3 separate regions of the Mus musculus genome follow, and all the other regions are linked to region 1. Evidence: chromatin contacts called from public HiChIP or PLAC-seq and promoter capture Hi-C data. All regions are on one chromosome and are shown on one strand. The core of a region is the stretch at or near the end of the contact, and the rest is flanking DNA. Distances in the headings are between cores, read along the strand shown.

Region 1 (4,230 bases), core at 983-3,482:
ACCTACTTCTCTGCAGCCTTGCCTAAGAGCATTCCTCCAGACTTTGCTAACCCGTGAGTGGCAACTGAGCTCTCTCTGCTTTGATTTGCATTCATTTAATTACTAAGGTGAACATTTCCCAGCAGGTATGTTAGCCAAATTAGCTTCCTCTTTGTTGCTTGTCTCTGTTCTTCACCCATTTCACCTTTAGGATTCAGGAGGTTTTGTTGGGTTTTCTTTGTTGTGTTTTGTTTTGTTTTCTAGTTTCTTTGAGCACCCTGAGAAACAATGGTTTTGCCACCCAGCCATATTTCCTACATTGATTTTTTTTCCCTATTGTTTACCTTTCTATTTGTAACCCATGTTTGTGCTTTTAACTTGTGGCCATAGCTCTTTTCTTCTGTGAGAGCTACTGTGACTTCCAACCTTGACAATGCTCTAGGAGACTAGCGAGACAGCTCAGCAGGAAAAGGAGCTCTCCACCAAGCTTGCCGACCTGAATTCCATCCCTGGAACCCACCTGGTGGAAGGAGGAAGTTGATCACTGCAAGTTGTCCCTTTGGCTAACCACCCTCCCCCTCACATGCACACACATCATCTCATGAATTAATTAACATAATAACATTTTTAAAAAAAGACAAAATTCTCCAGAAAGCTCCTGTCATCAGACTCCCTCAGCCCCTCTGTGGCCCTGTGTAGAAGCATCTACCCTTCTGCTGTTGCTCACCTCACTGGCAGTGTACTCCGGGTTGGGGGGGGGGTGTAGGGTTGGGGAGGGGTCCGGCTTACTGCTAGTGGGAGGGACCCACATGGTTTCTCAAGAGCCCAGCTTCCTCTGGACCCACATACTCACTTCTGCTGCTCACCTAATGTCAAGGCAGAGTTGTATGCAAAAAGTACTTGCTGTTAGAAGAGAGAGGAGTGAGAGGAAAAGATAGGAAAGGCTCCACAAGGAAGCCCTTAGCTTCTAAGGGTCAGAAAGTGCCTCAAAGGTAGGGCTAATGGATCACTGGATGTCTGTCTGATGTGTGGCCATCCGATTGCTTTGAAACACTAGTTTTTATAAAAAGAAGACTTTTTTCCTCAAATAGAAGTGTCTCCCTGCCATGCCCACACTGCAGGGGGAGCCCTTGCTTCTGTGTCTTCTGCAAAGCAGACAGGGACCACACAGGAGTGGCGACGGTCACCAGGGAGTTACACTCTGCACAGCAACCCAGGGAGACCAAGGTCCCTTGCACTTCGTGTGACCCTGAGCTACCCTGTTGGGCAATTGACCTCCCCTGGCTCACACCAACAGAGTGAGACGCTGCACCCTCTGCTCCTGCGGGAAAACTGAGGCAGGGCCAGGCCCACTGTCCAGCACTGCTCCCTGGCTTGGTAGGATCGGATGTGAGACGTTCAGGATATGGTCCTGCATCCTGACTCCTCGACTAGTAGGGAGTGGTCTTCAGAACTTCTGTCCAGCTCTGTCTGATGTCAGTCTCCGTGCCCCAAACAACTTCCTCCCAGGGACACTTCCGCTGTGGCTTCAAGTCTGGGAGCCTGACAGGCGGGCACACCCAGGGCAGGAACCGGACCTTACCGGTCACTACTAAGGCGCCTTCCCAGAACAGCTCTTGCCGCGCCTAGAAGGTGCAGTTCCAGACTGGCAGGGGCGGGGCAAAGGTTCCTATTCCCTGAGCCAATCTGCAGGTGTGTGTGTGTGTGTGTGTGTGTGTGTATGGTCCAAGAGCATCATCAGGGGCCGCAGGAGCCTGCCAAAGTCCCTCTTTCTTGGTTGCACAAGCACCTTGACCTTAGTTCTTCAAAGTCTACGCTCCCATCAGGGTATAAATCAACCTTGAATTGCAGGTGTCAGATAAAAAGTAGGTGCTCAACAAGTATTTGATGACTGACTGAATGAATGAATAAATGAATGAACGAATGAATGAACAAATGAATGAATGAATGAATGAATGAATGAATGAATGAATGACATAGAAGGTCTCTTGGATGGAGTAGACTCTGCCAAGTTATGTAGGACCTATGGTCAATTGAGGAAGGTAGTGAGTCCTCTGTGGTCAGCTGAATCCTGAAGTTACAAAGGAAGGGGTCTGGCCCCTGGAGTTCAGGGCCGGGTCATAGAGTTGGTGTTCTGGGTACCTCCTTCCTGCCAAAGAGGAGCTGGGCAGGCAGGGTTGACAGGTTGGGCGGCATAGCCGAGCTGACACTCATCTCCAGCATAAAACCTCACTTCATGGAGCCTGAACCTCTGTAGTACTAAGGAGAGCTTCTGCCACCTCTGACCAGGACTCAAACGTCCACCAAGCCAGAGAACATGAGGCAGCCCCACATCGCTGCCCTGCTGCTGCTGCCGCTGCTGCTCAGATCTGGTGAGTTGCAGTGGGGGCGGGGGCGTCCTGCTGCCATCTCTCTCTGTAAGGGCCCCTCTGTTCTGCTCTGACTTCCACCGGAGCCCCCCCCCCCAGTCCCTGGGCCTGCCTGAGCCTAAAAGGAATCTTCTCTTCTCAGTGATGGGGTTCCCAGAGAATATACTCAGTTCCCAGATATTCCACCTCAGAGACCTGACTGGGGGAGGGGTGCTGTGGGAAGGTCTGGCAGAATATGTGGTCAAGGCCTTGAGAGGACCCCAAGGCAGGAGCTTGGCTAAAGCCACACCCCCATCAGGCTCTCACTGTGTGTCATGCTCTGAGCTAGAGGCCTCTCTTCCCATTCCACAGATGATAGAGCCTCTACACCTGTAAGATTAGAACCCAGGCCTGCAGACCTCCAAGTCCCTGGGCTTATGTGAATTGTGTTTGCTCTCTGAGCCTAAGAACTTTCAGAATCTGCCTGAGGCTCAGCAGAAAGCTGGGGACAAGAGCTGCAGGCTGCAGAGGGTCCCAGCTCCTGCCTTCAGAGGGAGAAGCAGCCCCTGTCCATTTTGCACAGGGGTCAGCAAGTTCTAGCCAGGTGCTCTGCCTACCATGTTTCCTGTGGGATGGGCTCCTCTCTACCAGGGAAACTCTCCCACATTCCTGGGCCAGATGGGCTAGCTCAGCAGCCAGCATGCTTCCGTGTCCTCACCTCACCTCCCTGGGCCAGGCCAAGTTACCCCAGGCCGTGTCTCAGTCAGGGCTGGGGTTAGGAAGACATCAGTGGGTATCTCTGTGGGGATGCCCCCCACCTCCCCCAAAGTCAAGGAATGTTCTTGTCCATGACCTTTAGCAGCAAGAAAGCCCATTTCCTTTGGGTGTGACACTGCTGGCTCCTGTGGGTGGATCAATCGAGGTCACTACCAAAGCAGAAACGGCAGTCTGCCCTTGGCTCACAAACTGCTGGAACCTGAGGCTGGACCCCTGGTGACATGCTCACTTCAGCCCAGGGTGACCAGCACCCCAGGAGTCCTCTGGCTGGTCTCACCTTTTCTCAGACCTTAGCTATTCCCACCAGGGATCCAGGATGGACATAGACTGCCCTTAGGACATGGAGAGACTGAAGGACCAAGCTGCAGCAGAGACAATGAGTGACAGAAGACTGGATGGAGGGAGAATGCACAGAAGGATCTTGCAAGTTCCAGGAGGGAGGAGGGGGAGGAGGGGGGAGAAGGAGGAGGAGGAGGAGGAGGAGGAAGAGGAGAAGGAGGAGGAGGAGGTGGCTTGCAGAAGGAGGATCTGTGCCCTTGGCAATGTTGCAAGCTGGTTCTTGGGGCCTGGAGATCAGTTCCAGTTGAGTTCTAACAAGATGGGGACTGTCTTTGGTCATATTTTCATTTTACTTTATATTATTTTGAGATTTTATTTTTACTTTATATTATTTTAAGATTTTATTTTTATTTAATTTATCTCTCTGTTTCTGTATTTCTTTGTCTCTCTGTCTGTCTGTCTGTCTGTCTGTCTGTCTGTCTGTCTCTCTCTCTCTCTCTCTCTTGTGTGTGTGTGTGTGTCTGTGCCTATGTGCTTGTGTGTTTAAGTGAAGGTAGTTTACCTGTGAGACCAGAAGGGGTTGCTGGACCCCTGGGTGCTGGGAACTGAACTAGGAATCTCTCTTAACCAACAAGCCATCTCTCCCGCGCTTTATTTATTTATGTTTATTTTTTACTTGTATGAATGCTTTATCTGCACGTATGCATGCATGCTATGTACATGCAGTGCCTATGGAGGCCATTAGAGGGCATCAGATCTGCGGGAACTGGAGTTACAGATGACCGTGAGTCACAACATGGGTGCTAGGACCTGAACTCAGGTCCCCTGCCAGGGCTCTCAACCATTA
Region 2 (4,230 bases), core at 1,187-3,686, 40 kb before region 1:
GCCTGCCATCACTTCTACTCATTCTTGTCTTAATAGCCTTGCAAATACTTCTCTGTCTGTCCCTCTGTCTCTCTCTGAGTGTCTCTCTGCCTCTCTCTGTGTCTCTATCTCTCCCTCTGTCTTTCCTTGTCTCTCCTCTCTCCTCTCTCCCTCTCTCTCTCTCTGTAGGCCAGGCTAGCCTCTAACTCACAGAGTTCTGCCTGCCTCTGCCCCCTGAATGCTGAGACTAAAGATGTATGCCACCACGCCCAGCTTTTCCTCCCTCCCTCTTTCGCTCCCTCCCTCCCTCTTTCCTTCCTCCCTCCCTCCTCCCCTCCTCCTGCTCCTTATCCCCTTCCTTACTACAAGCCTCTATTGTTGCTTTAAAATATTGTCAAAGACTCAACTAGACATGACCTAAAAATTGGCAGTTGACTTCTTGTGAGTTCACTTATTCCAGTCCCCAAATCATCTTTTCTTGCCTCTATAGTGTACACATGCTCTCCACCTTCTCCTATCCCTGGAATCTGTGTCTGAGTGGCATCTACCCTCTGTCCCTAGCTATCCTGGACCTCTCTGGAGTTAGAGGGGAACCGCACCTCCATCCTGGATGCTTCCCCAGCCGGCAATCCAGCAGTCGGTCTTGGGAGGGAGACGGACAGAGGAGTCAGGTAGGCAGATGGGCAGGATCCGCTCAGAGAACTGGATGGAGTGTTCCAGGCGCACCAGGGCAATGTCTGCATGGGTTCCCTCCTTCCAAGAATACCTGGGGTGAGGCAGCACCCAAGCAATGCCTACTTTCTGGGACCTTGGGCCTGGGCTCCCCAGCTTCCAGGCCCCCAACAATACTGAGAACAGAGATGGTTTGTCCATATTGCTGGAAGGAGAGAGAACAAGATGTCAGAGATGGAAAGTGTCTAGTACAATGGTGTCCAGATCCCTGAATAGAGGCCTGGACAGCCCAGAGACTGAGGCAGAAAGCCTGGGCCTGGGAGAGTCAAAAGCAAGCCTGAGTCCACATACCTCTTAAAGCAGTGCGCGGCTGTGACCACCCAGCGGTTGGTGAGCAGGGAGCCTGCACAGTGGTGGGAGCCATTCTTGAGGATGCTAACAATCCAGGGCCACTGGGCATCCATGCTGTCCTCACCTCCCACAATCCGGTTCAGCTGCTGAGGCTTCCCACAGTCTGGGGACACTGGCACAAGGGATGGCATCTTCTGTCATCTCAGTAGACACAATTGTCTTCTGACTTGCCTGTCAACCCCCCTGCAAGGCCTCAAACCTGTGCCCAGCACAGCATGTGTCCAGCACAGCCTGCTGCTGCAGGGAGAGTGCCTGCCTGCCCTGTCCCTGTCCCCTTTAGTTATCAGGGACTGGCCCTTGCCTTCTTCTCTCCTTTATCTGGCCTTCCCTCCCACTCCCCTTAACCTTTATTTTTTTGGTTCTGTTGGTCCCTCACCCTTCTGTCCTCCCTTCTCTAGATTCATCACCTTCCTAAGCCCCACCCACCCACACAACTCCTCTTGCCTGTATCCATCCCATCCTCTTCAATCTCATGCTCCCCTGTGACTGGGGTCCCCACACTGACCTACCCTATAGAGTCAGATACAAAGACTGTCCACACCACTGCCCCACCCCCACCCAGCCAGGCAACCTGATCACACTCACCTCGGATGGTGGCAGCACTGATGGGAGCTGAGAGCAAGAGAATAAAGAAAGTGGTGAGGAGCCCTGTGCCCCATGCCTGGGGACTCCCCCACCTTCCCAAACAGACTCAGCCTGGGCCCTCCAGCACTGTTCGCTGCTCCACCACCTGTCACACACACACACACACACACACACACACAGACACACACACACACACACACACACACACTGTCACCCAGGTTTTCTCCCCCAGCTCCCATGAAAGCCCAGGCAGCTGCCTTCCTATTCCAGAACAGAAGGAGACCCAAGATGGAAATAGAGGAGGAAGAGGAAACAGGAGATGGAGGGCACAGGGAAGCGGTGAGAGGCGCTCCTGAGCAGGCACTGAGACCAGAGCACTCACATGCATTCAATCCTCATAGCTGCTAGGGAAACTGAGGCAGACCACATGCCAGAGGAAGGAGAACGGAGACAGGCATGGGGAGCCGATGATGAAAGGCAACAGAGGAAAGAAGAGAGACGGAACTCAAGGGAAGGAGCTGAGCTGAGCTGGCGAAGAGGAGGTGACTGTGGGAAGGAGGAGGAGGGAAGAGAGGATGTGGGGAGGAGGAGCAGCAGGCCCTTGGGGCTCACCTGTGGAAGTCAGCAGCACCAGAAGGATTAAGATGCTGAACTGGTCCCCACCCAGTGCTGGGGGAGGTCTGGAGATCATCATTGCTGGTATGGGTGGAGACCCAGCAAGGCTGCTGGCCGGCTCAAAGGACCTAAGGGCTGTGTTGCTTGAGACTGGCAGGACGGGTGGCTGTAGTGTGTAGGGTTCCCTACAGGTTGCCCCAGGTTTTATCCTGTGAGGAAGAATGCTGTTGGACCAGTCCCCCAGGTGCCTGAGACTGGGCCACCCAGACTGTGGGTCAAGGAGGAGGTGGGGTTGCCAGAAGGAAGCAACCAGTTACTGGGTTCTAGGGATGCTACCAGGAGACTGGATGGGGGTCTCCAGATCAGTTGTATGCCCGGGGTCACCCTGCATGGGGGGTTGGGGGGTGAGGGGGGAAAGTAGAGACTTGCTGACTGCCTAGGGCATGGTTTTAACACTGACTCCCAGGTAAACAGAGAAAGAGCCCTGTAGTTTGCAGACTGTTTGGGGTAGGAAGTGACTCAGTCTGAAATGGCTGGGGTTGCCAGGGGGACCTTGTTCCTTAACGGCCCATGTCCAGGGCCCTGGTTGCTTCCATGACTCAAGACAGACACTTGGGGCCCTGGAATCCCGTTAGCCCACTTCCCCGAAAGCTGTGACTCAGGCCCCAAAGGGACGGGCATAATGGCCTCTTGGCCATTTGGCCAAGCTGTCCCTGGCACTTCCTCTCAGTTGTCACTGTAGGTGACCCTCCGGTGACTCATTTCTCACCTGAACTCCAGGGAGCAGGCCAAGCCCAAAGCAAGAGCCACAGCCTATGCGCCCCACACACACTTGGGAAGAACTAACCCTGTGGTCACGTTCACACCATGGGACCTACACACACACACACACAAAGGACCAGGGAGCTGGGCTTTGGGAAGCTTAGGTGCTGTAGGCTGGTGTGGATTGTCCTGACTAAGTGTCCTATACTCATGACACCCTCACGTCAAGCAGGAACCAGCGACATCATCCCAAACAAATGTATTCCTCTCCCCAGGGTTAGATCCTGGGATCAGACCTGGCTGTGGAGGAAATGGGTTCAGTGAAAATAGTACTGCAGTCTGAGGCTCTGCACCCCACTTTGTGCCGTCCCCAAGCTCCCTCATCACCCAAGAAACCTGGGCTGGTTCGGGGATATCGTAGCCTGGCTGCTCACTGGATTGACGTGGGAACTTAGTGGCCCCCCCCAGCAGGATCGGAGGTGCCTGACTCTCCTTGGGATAGCCCACAAAACTTACTCTGAAGAAAAGACCATGAATAAGTGTGGGAACAGCTACAGTAACACTGAACCCAGGGAAAGAAAGAGAGGTTGATCTCTTCCCACCTCTGGGCCAGCTGCAGCTCTCTTGGGAGTTCCCTGACCTGGGCCTCCAAGTTGCCCAGAGCTGGCCCTGCAGGTCCCTGTGTTGCCCACCTCAACTGTTTGAGATTAAGGTGGTATTAGGCCCAGTTAGCACATGTATCCCTCTCTCTGGCAAGGTGACACTCACATAACCTTGCCTGGGTACTGTGAACTGCAAATAGACTAAGGTGTGTTCTATGGGGAAGGAGGCAGGCAGGCCAGGGTTAACCTGCAGGCAAGATGAGACAGAGAACCCCTGCCCCACCCCACCCCAAACATGCAAAATGTGTGGCCTCAGGAACCCCAGTGGTGCATTCTTCACCTCCTATGATTGTGGGTGTCACTACAGGAACAGCCAAGATGAGGACAGCTTCCTAGACACCCCAGAGGCTATAGAGCAAATGTGGGGGGAGCACTCACTCATCTAATCACATGCCCCCTCAGGGCCACTTCTGCACCCTCAGCTGCTCCCACACCATTTTAACCTACTCCCTGTGACACGGAGGGCCTTGGTCACCCCAACTCATTCCACAAACATTTCTTGGGCCCCTGCTATTTGGCAAGCCCTGAGCTAGGGTCACCCAGT
Region 3 (4,230 bases), core at 735-3,234, 35 kb after region 1:
TTTGTGTTTTGAGTCAGCGTTTCTCTGTGTAAACCTGGCTGTCTTGAAACTCGCTCTGTAGACCAGGCTGGCCTCAAACTTATATATCGTCATGCCTCTGCCTCCCAAAGTGCTTGAACTCAGAGTTTAACTTTTAAGAGTCAGTTTTTTCCTTCCACCTTGTGGATCCTAGAGACTCAAGTTTTCAGGTTTGGTTGGCAGCAGGTGCCATCTCATCAGCACAATAAAGATAATTTATAAAGTAATCTTAAAAGATAGTAAAATGAAGAGATATATTTGACTTTAACTATGCTGAAGTCAAACAGCCCTATATACCTTGTTCCAGTGCTAAGTAAGCAAAAAGACACCAGAAGCCAAGGGCCAAGGCTGACTTAAAATCTGACTTAATACACAAGACAGGGATGCTTGGGTAGAAAAACAAGAATGACTATAAATGCCTACTGTTTGAAAAACCAATCGTAAAGTACACACCCTCACTATAAAAAGGAAACAGCACTGACAAAAGCCTATTTCTATCTGTCAGACTTCTGCCATTTTCTAGAAGGCAATCCTCTAAGAGTGAAGAGATTTGGTCAACTCAGTAATGGTAACAGCTGGGAGGAAGGATATGAAGAACTACCATAGTAGTATCTCAAACTCTAACTTCTTGATTATTTTGCAGTAACTCAAGAGTTCATTTCCTGGTCATAATGCCAGGCCTCCCTCACTGAGAAGGTGCTCTGTTAGGCCGTTTAAAGTGCAATGGGCTCGATCTTTCTGGAAAACCTCCTGAGTAGTCACTTTCAGGCTGGCAAGGCACAAAATCAAGCACCATCATGTAGGCTGAACCAGAAAACTCAGTTAGTACAAGGCTAATAAACTGCCTAGGGGGAAAGGGGAGTGAACGATTTGTTCCTAAGTTTCAATCCTGCACAATACTAATTTTTCAGTATGCAGTACGACACACAACTTTTGTAATGATAATAATTGAAATACTTTCTATTACCACAGGTATTAACAGTATTAGCGTTTAATTAAATTAAAGATAGACAAACCACAAACTAAGCTGGAAATCCCTACCCTTTTCAAAGGCGGTGGGGAAATGAAGTCTGAAAAGGAGATGGAAAAAGATTCTCTACCTGGTCTCTTTCACAACCCTAAGATTTTTTGACACCTGGCCCCGAACATGAATTCAATACAAATAATTCATTTATTAGAATTAAACTGACACCTTTGAACATTTCTACTCAGGTGGTACCTTCTAAGAGATGCCGTGCCTGTCCTTATGAATGAGAAGGATAAAGCACAAACTCTGCAAATCACTGGAAAAAGGGTAGTCACTGTGTCAACCCCCATGGCCTACGTTAATTTAGACGTCTGGAATGTGAAAAGACCAGATGAATGCAAAGGGTTCTCAGGTTCCAAAGCCAGCAAATAGTTGGGCGGTGGTGGTCACACACCCTGGGCAAAAGAATCTGGGGAGAAGAAAGTAGGGCCACAGCAAAGCTTGGGTCCTTCTCGACCGAAGAGCATGAAAGAAGAAAGAGGCACTGTTAAACCAAAGGGCCGAGGCAGGTGGGTACCAGAGTGCCATCCTCCCTCCGGCCCGCTCCGCCGGGCGCCCTCATTGTGAAGAGGTGTGTGTCGCGAGTGGCGACTAGGGCGGCCAGACCCCTGCTGACCCGCGAGGCCCTCACCTTGTCCGAATCTAGGTCGGGGTCCGCCTGGCACAAGCGGTACAGGAAAGACTTCGGGTCCCGGCACAGCGTCTGCCGGGTGGTGAGGAAGTAGGTGCCGCCGACGTTGAGCCGGACCCACTTGGACACGCCACCGGGGCGCTGAGCCAGGGCGCCCATCCCAGCGCTGCAGCGGCGGCACAGGCCGCCCCCCAGCCCCGCCCCGAGGCCGCTCGGAGCCGGCGGCAGCAGCTCGCAGTGATTCTCCGCCATGATCCTAACAAGCCCCGCCACAGCGGCCCTTCGCCGGAAGCGTCCGTTCTTTAATACAGCCCCCCTGAGTTGTCCCGCCCATAGGTACGCCCCAATAAAGTGCCCGCCCAGGGCTCATGTGCAAGGCGGAAGTTCCGGCTCGAAAAGCAGGCCGGAGATTACCACTTCCGGCCGGAGCAAGTCTCGGGTTCTCACGAGCATCCTCGGCTCAAGCTCCGCCCCTACTCAAAGAGGCTCCATGGCAAACAAAGTGTACACTCTACATGCTTTTATTACAAGACTACCGAGCATACGAGGGAAATCCATCATCCGGTAATTACATCTAAAGCACAGATATTTGAAAAAAACAAAAAAAAGAAAAGTTGTTTCATTAAATTATATGATTAAACCATGACCAAATAGAAAATTTATATAATAAAGCCAGGAAAAAAGTTGTAAAATATAGTTTACAATAATTATTCACACTCAAGGCTGTACATCAATACATACAACAACGTGGCCCCAAACATGAATTCAATCCAAATAATTCATATATTAGAATTTAAATAACACAGACTGAACTAGAGGCCGACAATAGCCAGCAAATAACCTTATATAAGAATAAAAATACAAAAGTGTATATCCCAGTATCATTGCATTATCTGTTTTCATAAGTATTTTTAATTTTTCCTTTGCCTGTACATCACAGTTACAGCTACAGAACAGGTAGAGAATATTACACATGTTCTAACTGACTGCCACCAACCTGAATGACAGCAATTCATCCTACTGTACGTGGCTAATGGACCAGCCGCAGCAGCTCTAAATACTGTAACAGTTTTTAATTTGCACATGTCCAATCACACTATGGTCGTGGCTTTAACCTGCACAATGACCTACTTGTAGTCATTAACCCAGATGATTAAACTAGGGTGGACTACATGGGGAGGGAAAATTTTGCTATTTGTAAAAACTTTTGTTCAGTTTGGATTCTTCATATGGAAGAAATGAGTTACAGGGAATTTTCAGGTATTCATATTGGTTAATTCATTTGCTTACTGCTGCAAAAGTGCTTTTGACAGAAACAGCTTCCCTCACATTGCAGGCCATTTTTCCACATTCTGACTTATAACCCTGAAGTGTTAGGCCAGAAGCTAGGTATCTTCAGAGGTTCTGAGAGTGGTTCCAGCCCTGTTCAATGTCAGGGCCCTTGTCTTACCTTCTACCCACGAGGTGCTACACCCACTGGCATCAGCACCAGTTTATGTTGGGTTTTGCATTAAAACAAATAGAAACGTGTATAGGAGTATCTTCACCATATTCAGAGTTGCTGTGGCCTCCCAAGTCTCAGATGAACACCCCAGGTCTATAGAACAATGGGGAGAAGCCTTGAGGCAGAGGAGGGCAGGAAACTGATTTCTACACATCTCCAGCCCTAAGCTCTGACAGTCAAGTAACACAGAAAATCTCTGCTGCATGTTTCCAAATTGAACCAGCAGGCCCCACCCAACACAGATAAAGCTACTATCTGATTTGGGTGGGCACTACAGTTCCGTGCAGCACTGCAGCGCACAAGAAGGTTTACATAAGCATCAGTGGGGATACCCATCCTTGGCAATGACAAAGCCTAGCCACTGTGCTGTCCTGAACCAAGACCTGAGGTGTGGAGCAAGAACACTCACAGCTGTACTTTTAGTAAAACTCAATCATCTGTGTGGTTTCTTTTCCAAGAAGAGCTTTGCTATTCTGCTTTGCTACTGATTCCCAAATGGCCCAAATGCATTTCTGAGTCTATAAACTTAATTATGAATTATCCATTAGGCATGTAGCAAGGTCAGTTCAACACTTTATCTCTGCTGACTGTGTAGAAGCAGATTCAGTACCATCGTGGACACAAAGTACAAGATTCTGAAAACATCACCAAGCACTTGGAAGCCTTAGAGCAAAGATGGAAAAGAAGTAACATGCAGGAGCAGATTCTTGCAATGCAAATGAAAAGACTGGCTTTTGGAAAAAAAATCTGTCACAAAGGAATCTGCAGTAATGACATTTTTAGCATTAAAAACAAAAGCAGCCATAGTCAAACTTTCTTGAGAACACACAACTTAGCAAGAACTGATGTGTTCAAAGTCCGTAGGACACAAGGAAGGTAGGTTTGTAACTGGAACTCAGAGGGTCTAAACATCAGACCGAGGAGGAGGAAAAAATACCCAAAATACCACTTCAGGTGTGTGAGGAAGGGGCAAAATCAGAATAAAAAATCAAAGACTTAGAAGTATATTCACCACAGCATTATTTAAATAGCAAAAACAAAAACAAAACA

The links. Promoter capture Hi-C pulls out the DNA fragments that hold promoters and counts their contacts. HiChIP or PLAC-seq counts read pairs in DNA pulled down with a chosen protein or histone mark.
Region 2: a contact with region 1 is called in an HNF4G HiChIP or PLAC-seq map of pancreatic cancer cells. The contact joins the promoter of Prss22 here to the promoter of Prss27 in region 1. A contact is called at or near these places in 10 of 39 promoter capture datasets (the 3T3-L1 cell line, 3T3-L1-derived adipocytes, the HPC-7 cell line and 6 more), 4 of 484 Hi-C or Micro-C datasets (the HL-1 cell line, the Patski cell line, cerebral cortex and 1 more), 6 of 115 datasets of contacts at active chromatin or transcription factors (the HPC-7 cell line, embryonic fibroblasts, embryonic stem cells and 2 more) and 2 of 9 other capture datasets (adipose tissue and embryonic stem cells).
Region 3: a contact with region 1 is called in a promoter capture Hi-C map of macrophages, with 7 read pairs. The contact joins the promoter of Kctd5 here to the promoter of Prss27 in region 1. A contact is called at or near these places in 6 of 39 promoter capture datasets (the 3T3-L1 cell line, 3T3-L1-derived adipocytes, embryonic stem cells and 2 more), 3 of 484 Hi-C or Micro-C datasets (bone marrow-derived macrophages, embryonic fibroblasts and uterus), 7 of 115 datasets of contacts at active chromatin or transcription factors (the NIH/3T3 cell line, embryonic fibroblasts, embryonic stem cells and 2 more) and 3 of 9 other capture datasets (adipose tissue, liver and pancreatic islet).

The regions. Positions count from the first base shown.
Region 1 is chr17:24,036,011-24,040,240 of GRCm38.p6, forward strand. Prss27 (protease, serine 27) reads left to right here and starts at 2,233. Exons shown (of 6, transcript NM_175440.4): 1 at 2,233-2,351. The coding sequence starts at 2,297.
Region 2 is chr17:23,995,664-23,999,893 of GRCm38.p6, forward strand. It overlaps Prss22 (protease, serine 22), which reads right to left and starts at 2,437. Exons shown (of 6, transcript NM_133731.2): 1 at 2,260-2,437; 2 at 1,648-1,674; 3 at 1,003-1,174; 4 at 579-856. The coding sequence starts at 2,341.
Region 3 is chr17:24,071,501-24,075,730 of GRCm38.p6, forward strand. It overlaps Kctd5 (potassium channel tetramerisation domain containing 5), which reads right to left and starts at 1,985. Exons shown (of 6, transcript NM_027008.2): 1 at 1,677-1,985. The coding sequence starts at 1,928. Pdpk1 (3-phosphoinositide dependent protein kinase 1) reads right to left here. Exons shown (of 14, transcript NM_011062.4): 14 at 2,180-4,230.